2 separate regions of the Arachis hypogaea genome follow, and region 2 is linked to region 1. Evidence: chromatin contacts called from public Hi-C data. All regions are on one chromosome and are shown on one strand. Each heading gives the region's core, a stretch centred on a gene start, on an enhancer-like site or on the middle of the called end of the contact. The rest is flanking DNA. Distances are from core to core; before and after follow the strand shown. Region 1 holds the start of LOC112702349 (LOB domain-containing protein 21). Region 2 has its middle 14 kb from the start of LOC112702351.

The links. Hi-C and Micro-C count contacts between places; a contact is called where the count stands out from the background.
Region 2: a Hi-C map of leaf shows a contact between it and region 1, with 2.4 times the contacts expected there. The contact joins the enhancer-like site here to the promoter of LOC112702349 in region 1. A contact is called at or near these places in 2 of 8 Hi-C or Micro-C datasets (both in leaf).

The regions. Positions count from the first base shown.
Region 1 is chr7:8,787,286-8,791,702 of arahy.Tifrunner.gnm2.J5K5, forward strand. It overlaps LOC112702349 (LOB domain-containing protein 21), which reads left to right and starts at 1,783. Exons shown (of 1, transcript XM_025753346.3): 1 at 1,783-2,802. The coding sequence starts at 1,991. The coding sequence ends at 2,662.
Region 2 is chr7:8,848,115-8,852,531 of arahy.Tifrunner.gnm2.J5K5, forward strand. No RefSeq gene overlaps it. Among protein-coding and RNA genes, the nearest start is that of LOC112702351, 14 kb to the right of the region's middle. Within about 2 kb of position 2,202, at least 2 of the 3 cell types and tissues checked have open chromatin away from gene starts, as enhancers often do.

The sequences.
Region 1 (4,417 bases), core at 533-3,032:
CCAAAATTTTCTGGATCCGTCACTATATATATATATATATATATATATATATATATATATATATTTGATATACTGGTAGTATAAAATATTTTATATAGTTATCCGATCATATTTATTCAAATATTTTTTTTGAATGACTATTTATGTAGTCAGATCAATATATAAAAAATAATTATTTTTATTGTTATATCGTAATTAGATACATATAAATTATTTCATACACACAACAAATCAAAATTAAATTATATATACACGTGCGTAGTTATTTACTTTACCATATATCATGTCATATCCACGCCTTCTCAAAACAAAAAATAAAATAAAATAAAAAGAACACCCCCCCCCCCCCCCAAAATTTATTTATTCGTTTAGAAATAAAAAAGGGAAACTCATATTAGGTTACTAGTTACTACCAATAATGTGTAGTGGTTTAATTCGATGTAATAAAATTTGGCATGCAGTGATATTGTAGGCATATGTAATTTATTTACAGTTTGAGTTGTTAGAAAGCAACTAGAATTGAAAGAGAAAAATAACAACCGAAGTAACGGAATATCTAATGATAGAAAAGGCAGAAAACAATATATGGGTAGCTTTATTTTTGGCTCCACTATGGTGTACTATAGATTCCAAAACTACATGTAATATAAATTCCAAAGTACTCAATTTTGATCCCATTGGTTTCCATCTGAGCATGTATGCAATGTATCACCTCCAACGGGATAAGTTTACATTTATTGCGAATATTTTCTTTTCTTAATTTAGTCAATCAAAATATCCCCATATCTTTATTCATGAACTATCATGTCCAACTTGAAAACTACCAACACACACCACCCATTGTCCACATGAATCAATTATTTGGACCTACCTTTGCACTCCCAATTTTCAAATTTTCAATCAATAACGTAAGCGATGATAATAATATGTGCATGACTAGCCGTATAAGAGAATAATTACAGAAATTACAGAAACTAAATTGTCCAAAAACTAAATTAAATATGATAGATCAATTCAAGAAAGGTGAAAACTCAGGGAAATTTGACTTCACGTAAAGTTAATATTTGAGAATAATTAGATAAAAATTTAGTCAAGTCAATCAAATCATCTAACAACTCTCAGGTATCAATTTCATGCGACTACACATGAGTTTCCATCCTCAAGAAAATAAAATCCACTCTACATATACATGGAATTATTAAAACAAGTTTAATAGAGTGATTTTTAGGATTTTAAAGCTAATATATAAAAGTAGACCATGTTTTAATTTCATTCTTCATTGGAAATTATTGATAAAATGATATTGATTGTAGTATGAAAAGATTATTTTATTTTAGTGGAAAATCGAAGTCATAAAATTTAAATTGAATTAAAATTAAATATTGATTAAAAATCTCATATTTAATTTTAAAATACTATTTATATTATATGATGAACAAATATTGATCTACCATTTTGTAAAATCTAAAATAAAATTAAATTAAAAATTTAAAATTGAACATTTAAAAATACTCGTAAATCGAACCAATCATTAATCGATCCACTTAAAATAATAAGTCACTAAAACTATGAGTTTTACATATTGACATAAAATATTACCATTTTAATTATCTCTCTACTTCTAGAGATAAAAATTCACATGAAGTTATTTTAAGTGAAGTTGATAATTGAGAATTGAGAGTTGTTAAATGATTATTTAGTTAAATTTATTAAATTATTTAATTGACTTTCAACTATTAACTTTGCATAAAAATAATTGTATATAAATTTTTACCAATTTAAAATATGATGAAAATTGGATGGAATGGAGCTATTATACAAGGAAACTAATTGAAAAGAAGTAATTTTGTGTATACAACTCATGCAAAAAGAAAAAAGAAAAAAGAAAAAAGGAAAGAAGAAGGTGTAAAAGGACAGCAGAGGCGTGGCCCATGCAAGTGTTCTTCTGGAGAGTGAGTGCGACGTTCACCTGATCTAACTGTGGCATGAAATGTGGTTCCCCTTAAATAGCGATGCATACACACACATGACACATCCATATTCATTTCTTGTTATGAAAAAATCAGGAGGAGGAGCCATCATGAAGGGTTACGAGCCACGTTCAAGTTCTTCTTGTGCCGCCTGCAAATTCTTGAAGAGAAGGTGCATCCCTAACTGCATATTCGCCCCTTACTTTCGCTCCGACGAGTGCAAGAAATTCGCCAAAGTTCACAAGGTCTTCGGTGCCAGCAATGTCAGCAAGATCCTCGTCGAGGTCCCCGAGGACCAGCGGGAAGACACCGTCAACTCCCTCGCCTACGAGGCCGAGGCCCGCCTCCGCGACCCTGTTTACGGCTGCATTGGCGCCATTGCTCTCCTCCAGAGGAAAATGCTCGAGCTTCAGCACGATCTCGCCATTGCCAAGGATCGTCTTGCTCGCTATTCTGCTGTTGCTGCTACTGCTACTGCTGATGCTACTTCTCTTATTACTTCTTCCTCTTCTTCCTCCGATAACATCTTTCATTTCAATCATTCTCAAGTTTCCTTGCCTCCTTTCCCTGAATTCCCTTCTTCCTCTGATTTCAATGACACTGCTGCTTTCTGCCACGCCTCTTCTTCTTCCTCTCAATCCTTTCCCACCACTGTAGTCGACGATTTCATTCAAATTCCATATATATTTTAGATGTTTTCGATCTTCAATTATTGTCCCTTTCCTTGTTGTTTGTTTTCTCAATTTTCTAATCAATCAAAACCAGCCCCTTTTGTTGTATATGTTAATAATTCATATAAATAATTAACAACTCCGTCAATGAATTTGCCTGATCTTCACATCTTTTTTCCACAATTTCGACCACAATTTCTTAAGAACTATTAGAAAATAATTAAGTTACATATATTAAATTAGGTGAAAACTCAGATGCAGTCGATTTCACGTGAAGTTAATAATTGAAAACCATTAGATGATTTGATTGATTTGACTAAATTTTCATCAAATAGCTCTCAGCTATTAACTTCACGTGAAATCGACTGCATTGGTTTCATCTAATAATTTTTAGCTATTAATTTCGCCGTGTAATTCTCCATCATGAAAAATATGCTGTCATTAATAAGAAATTGTTTGGATCAGAAAAAAAATCTGAGAAAGAAATTAAACTGAGTCTGACTAATAATAAATCAGTTTGTTTATGCGAATTGCAATGATATTGGATGATTCGATGAGAATTGTGATAAGAGGGGTTATTATTATATTCTTGTAGTGAATTAAGATGAGATATATGGCTTTTGGGTGATGTGGACACGAGAACAATGAGCATTCATTGCCATTAACTAGATGAGTGAGAGAGACACCATATTCAGTACAAAAAAAGAAAGCAACACTAGCAAGTTTGATTCTTTTGCCTATCTTTCTTTTTGAACGATTTTCCTCCCATAGTGGGTCTTACCACCGTACTGTTCTATTGAAACATGGAGCATCCCCATCATGATTCTCACTGAAAAAAGAAACCCCACCACCAATGGTCCTTATAAGCTTTTATCATAGTCATGGGAATCCAAAGACTAATGACTATAGACACCAATCTATACAATTTTCAACAGTACTTTCTTTATTAGTTTTAATTCAATATTTATATAAAATTCTATTTGATTACACGTATTAGGTTATTTGTGGTGTATGTGTATGGAACATATTAATGGCAACATCATGCTATGGCCCAAACAATCAAAATGAAAACCCCTTATATATACTACTATTCTAGGTACATGAACCATTATTAATAGTAACGTAATAATAACCCCAATATATACCTTGAATTCTTTGTTAATAATACCATATACCATTGTTGTTTAATTTTACCAATTTTGGAAATGCTCAGTACTTATCTAATACCGCTTTTAATACATCAACATGCTACCGACATGGAGTCTCATTACATGACTGAAGAAGAGATCATGGGCTTTTGTCAGTGTTAGAATAATAATAGTAAAAACTTACGTCTAATTATTTTTCTATAAAAAATAGTTAAAAATCAATAATTATAAATTATTAACACAAGCAAGCAATAATGAAAGCATATAAGAATTAATCTTGCTTGATTATAAATTAAAAAAAAAAAGACATTAGAATTTCTAATAGAGGGAAAAATAATAGAATTAACAACATTATACGTACACAATTTGTTATTAATTATTGGAAGGGAAAAGTAGAAGGAAGAAATTAGAAGTACAACATTTTTCTGGCGATCCATGTGTTGCAGAAATAATGCTGGGCTGCACGTGTATGTATGGCAGAGATATCACCTTCTGAATCCATAAATTATGCGAGTTTTCATATGCACAGCTGCACTTGGCACTGCACGTGACTCGATCGAAATATTCATTTAACGGTGCACTTGGATACACTCACGTAAAAATTGATTAGGGATGACCATTTGATTCA
Region 2 (4,417 bases), core at 952-3,451, 61 kb after region 1:
ATTGGTATTAGCAACTTATTTAGATTTCAAAAAAATTGGCGCCATTAATTAGCGACCAATACATTGGTAGTATACTAAAGACTAAAATTATAGTTGGTTACTAATTAGCGACTAATTTTATGGTAAAAAAAATTTCCAATTTAACAATCAATTTGGTGAAGGATCTAAATTTACATTGGTTAGGTGGACTTTGCTTGAAAATCAGTCATTAAGGATTAATAATAAATTTATTAACAAACAATTTAGTGACAGTTCTAATTTATCATTAATTAGGTAGTCTTTAATTGAAAATCGATCACTAAAAATTAGTAATTAAAGTTTTAGTACTTAATTAAATCAGTTGTTAAATTTTTTAGCGACCAGTTTTACTTAAAAATTAATCGCTATATGAATCGTTATTTTAATAATTTTTTGTAATGAAAAGATATAAAAAATATTGTTATATCAATTTAGCTGGTCTTTTATTTATAGTCCATTCGTTGTATTCTGGATAATTATACTTGAAGTTATAATTTACCTTAAATAAATTTTTGCCCTTTACTAAGATATTTCATATAGAACATTTTCTGCTCCTCTTATTACATTCTTTTCTTCTACATGATCAATCTCTCCTCTCCCAAAATTAAATTCTCCTAATTATAGCAATTTCCAATTCCATATTGTTTCAATAACCTACTCTATCCCACATATAACGGATCCATGATAGGAGATCATGATACATGCATCTCCTAGAAGTTTTATAACTAAGATAAGGTTTTATCTGAGATAAAGTAGAAAAGCAATAAAATTAAATTTTATTGGCTTTAAGTATATGTGGATATGCGTGAATCTTTGCATGTAAAATAAAGCTCGGTAAATTGCTTCTTTGCACTCAAATTTTAATTGGATTATTCGATTCCTTGTTCTTTTGGTTCGTGTTTGAAGCATGCCCATTACGTCTTTTCATCACAAAAGAAATATGGGACTAGATAGATATTGTACATGGACGCTCTCAAGATTATATTATATATTATCTACTAATAAAGAAAACCAATATTAAATTCACGAATCATCTTTCTCCCCATATATTTGTATGAAGGAACCTTTCTCTATGTATGTGGGGACTAATGCTCATGATATGAACGTTTTGTTGTCAAGATTATATACAATATAGTACTTAGCTTAGTTAAAGAGGATCATCATTAATTATTATGAAGAAGGCAAGGGCAAGAACATTGCTAATCATTTGCACAAGGAAAGTCCAACTACAATCATTGATGATAATATTAGATATATAAGTATGAATGTTGTTTTTTTATTAGTTTAAATTTTTAGAATGAGTAATTTTGTGACATGGTATCAACGTTTTATATTTAAAAATTTTAGAATTTAATTTTTCGTAAATCCTAAAAGTAAAAAATAGAATAAGATAAATAAACAAGAAAAAAATGTTTATATAAAAATCAAACAAATTTAAAAAATATCTTTGTTTGACAAAAAAATATTAAAAATATAATTATTAATATTATTTTTTTATTAATTTAAATTTTTGAGACAAATAATTTTATCACAAATGAAACAGCTAGAAAAGTAATATTATCTCAACGTTCAAATTGAGACTAGCTATTCCATATTTCTATATGCAGTTAAGCTGTTTAATATAGGCCACACAGTGTCAAAAACTAAAGCTTTTTAATTGTTACTTTTTTTTTTCCTTAGAAAAATTAAAATAATAAACTAGTGAACTGATGAAAGTGCCTCTAATTTTAGATTTAGCATGTGCCATAAGCCTATATATGTGTATATAAAAAAATTGTATTATAGCTTATTTATAGGTAATCATGATTCATGAATGGCCAATATTGACTAAAATGGATTTGGTAAGTACATCCATATACCAACTACCCAAGACATTCATATATTCCACAACAGATACTAACTTAATCAATTCACCCTAATAATGATCTCCAATTCCTTCACTTCCTTCTACTCCAACACCCTCCCTTATTTATTTATTTGTTTTTGTCATGAAGACCCTCCCTTCTAAAGTTCAGTTGGACTCTTTTGCTAAGCCCAATTTCCTTCTCTTCTCTGGAAAAAAATTTTGTTTTTTTGTTTTGGGTATTGGCCCTTCTTTAATGAAGTGTTTCAGACCAAGCAAAAGTTTTAGATATGTTTCAATTTTGTTTCAACCGAGAATTAAATATACAGACCAATATTGTACAGCCTGTAGAATTTAGACCAAAAACTGGTTTCTACATATATATGACCAAAAAGGGTTTCTACATATGAGGCCAACGAGGTTGGCAACCATTTATTTAGTTACAAAGTCCTCGAGTCCATGACAAAAAAAAAAAAAAAGGTCCTAGAGTGGAATTTAGAGGAATGAATTTTAGTGGGTGACTGGGTGACTGATATCAAAAATAAAAAAATTAAAAAAAAAATTATGGATGGGCAAACTATATTAGGCTGAATTAAATTCTGATATTATTTGTCAATGATTCTTAGCTCACATGGCATATTTTTTCCTCACCACTTCAAAAGTTTAGGATTCAAACTCTAACAAATACAATTGAAGAAAAAATATAATAAAATATGTGAGAAATATGTGAGTGTGTTGTGTACCTAATATTGAGAGTTGTCTAATCTATTGACAAAAAAAAAACTGATATTATTTAAAAAATGAATGGGCTTAATTTAACTTTAAAAAAGTGAGAGATTTTTACATTTATAAACACCCCAAAAATCATATTTTTGAGAAATGTGATATTGGTAATAACTTTTATATGAAATAGAAAAATTGAAATTTTGAAAGGAAAGGAATACATTTTTCTTTCCTAAATATGTTGAATGGGGGGTAAAAGTGTCAAAACAAAATTAAAGAATCAAAATAAGGCAAAGTGAATAGCAATCGAACCTTCAATTCAACGCCTATAAGAATTATTTATTTTCTTGTGTTTAGGATATTTTTGTTATGAAAAAAATAAATAAATACTTATACTATGAAATGTGTGTTTGAATTACAGTTTATAAACAAAAATTTGTATAAAATTGACTTTACAAACTTAATTTTAATAAAAAGTAAGTTTGTATTGAAGTGATTTATGTTTGATAATTTTTGTATCAAAAAGATTATAGTAAAATAAATATTGTTTAGCTTGTACTATTTAAAATCACTTTTAGATAAAAAATTATTAAAATAGATATTAACTTAAATAATTTGTTTATATTATCCTATGATTTTAATTTAGATATTTAAATAGATCTTATTAATTAATTTTATAATAAAATTAATATTTACTTACTAAAATAAAAATAACATATAAAAATAGACAAAATATATTTTTAAATAAAAATAAAAAATATATATTTCATATATATATATATATATATATATATATATATATATATATATATATATAAAAGAATATTTAATCAAATATGTTACATTTTTTAAGTATAAACGTAAGAATGTTATTTTAATATTTTTTTACATCGTACTATTTTAGTATTCTCAATAATCTTATTCTTAAATATAATATAATATAATATTAATAAATTATTTTTATTCTCAATATTATATAATATAATAAATTTTTTATAATATAATATAATATAATTATAATAATATAATATAATGTACTATACTATTAAGTATGAAGTGCTAAAGAAGTATTAGATTCGTGCATGCGTGCAACAACCTTGGCCTAGTCTTTCTTGCTATGATTTGTTTAATTAATAGGGGGATTCAAATATTATAAGTAGTTCATTCCATTCCCATTATCATCCTATGATATAAAAATTGTTTAATTATGTTAGAATTTTTAATGTTCGAATGAAATTGTCCAAATTAAAAATATTTATCTTTAATTTTACCAAAAATATTTTGTTTTTATCAATCAATGTGTGACACATGATAAAATTTTCCCTCACAATCTTCTTTTACCGAAGTTATATAACTTTGTACGTAAAAATATTCAAGACATCCTATGTGATATAAGTGTTCGCTTGGTTAAAAAATAATAGAATTTTTAATTTTCATTTTATTTTTTATTTTTTATTTTTTTAAATTTTAAATATAAAAACAATTGAAAATAAAATCAAAAGCCGATAACATACTCTAAACTTTTCAATATCATTTAAGTTGTCCATATATAAGCTTTGAATTTATAATATGTAGTAGTTTTCCTCTTCTAATTTTTAATAACTACTCCTAATTATTAGATTTTTATAATTTAAATTGGGATTTAGGTAAAAAGTATTTTTAAAATACTTGTTAAGGAAGTAAAATATATTTCTTTCATTAAAAAAATTATATTGAGAACATAAAAATTTTTTCAATTATTTTTTAAATATTTTTAACAAGTTTCTTAACATAGGACCTTTTAACTTATTGGTCTTACATGCACTTTTGGAAAAATAAATAATTATAATTAAA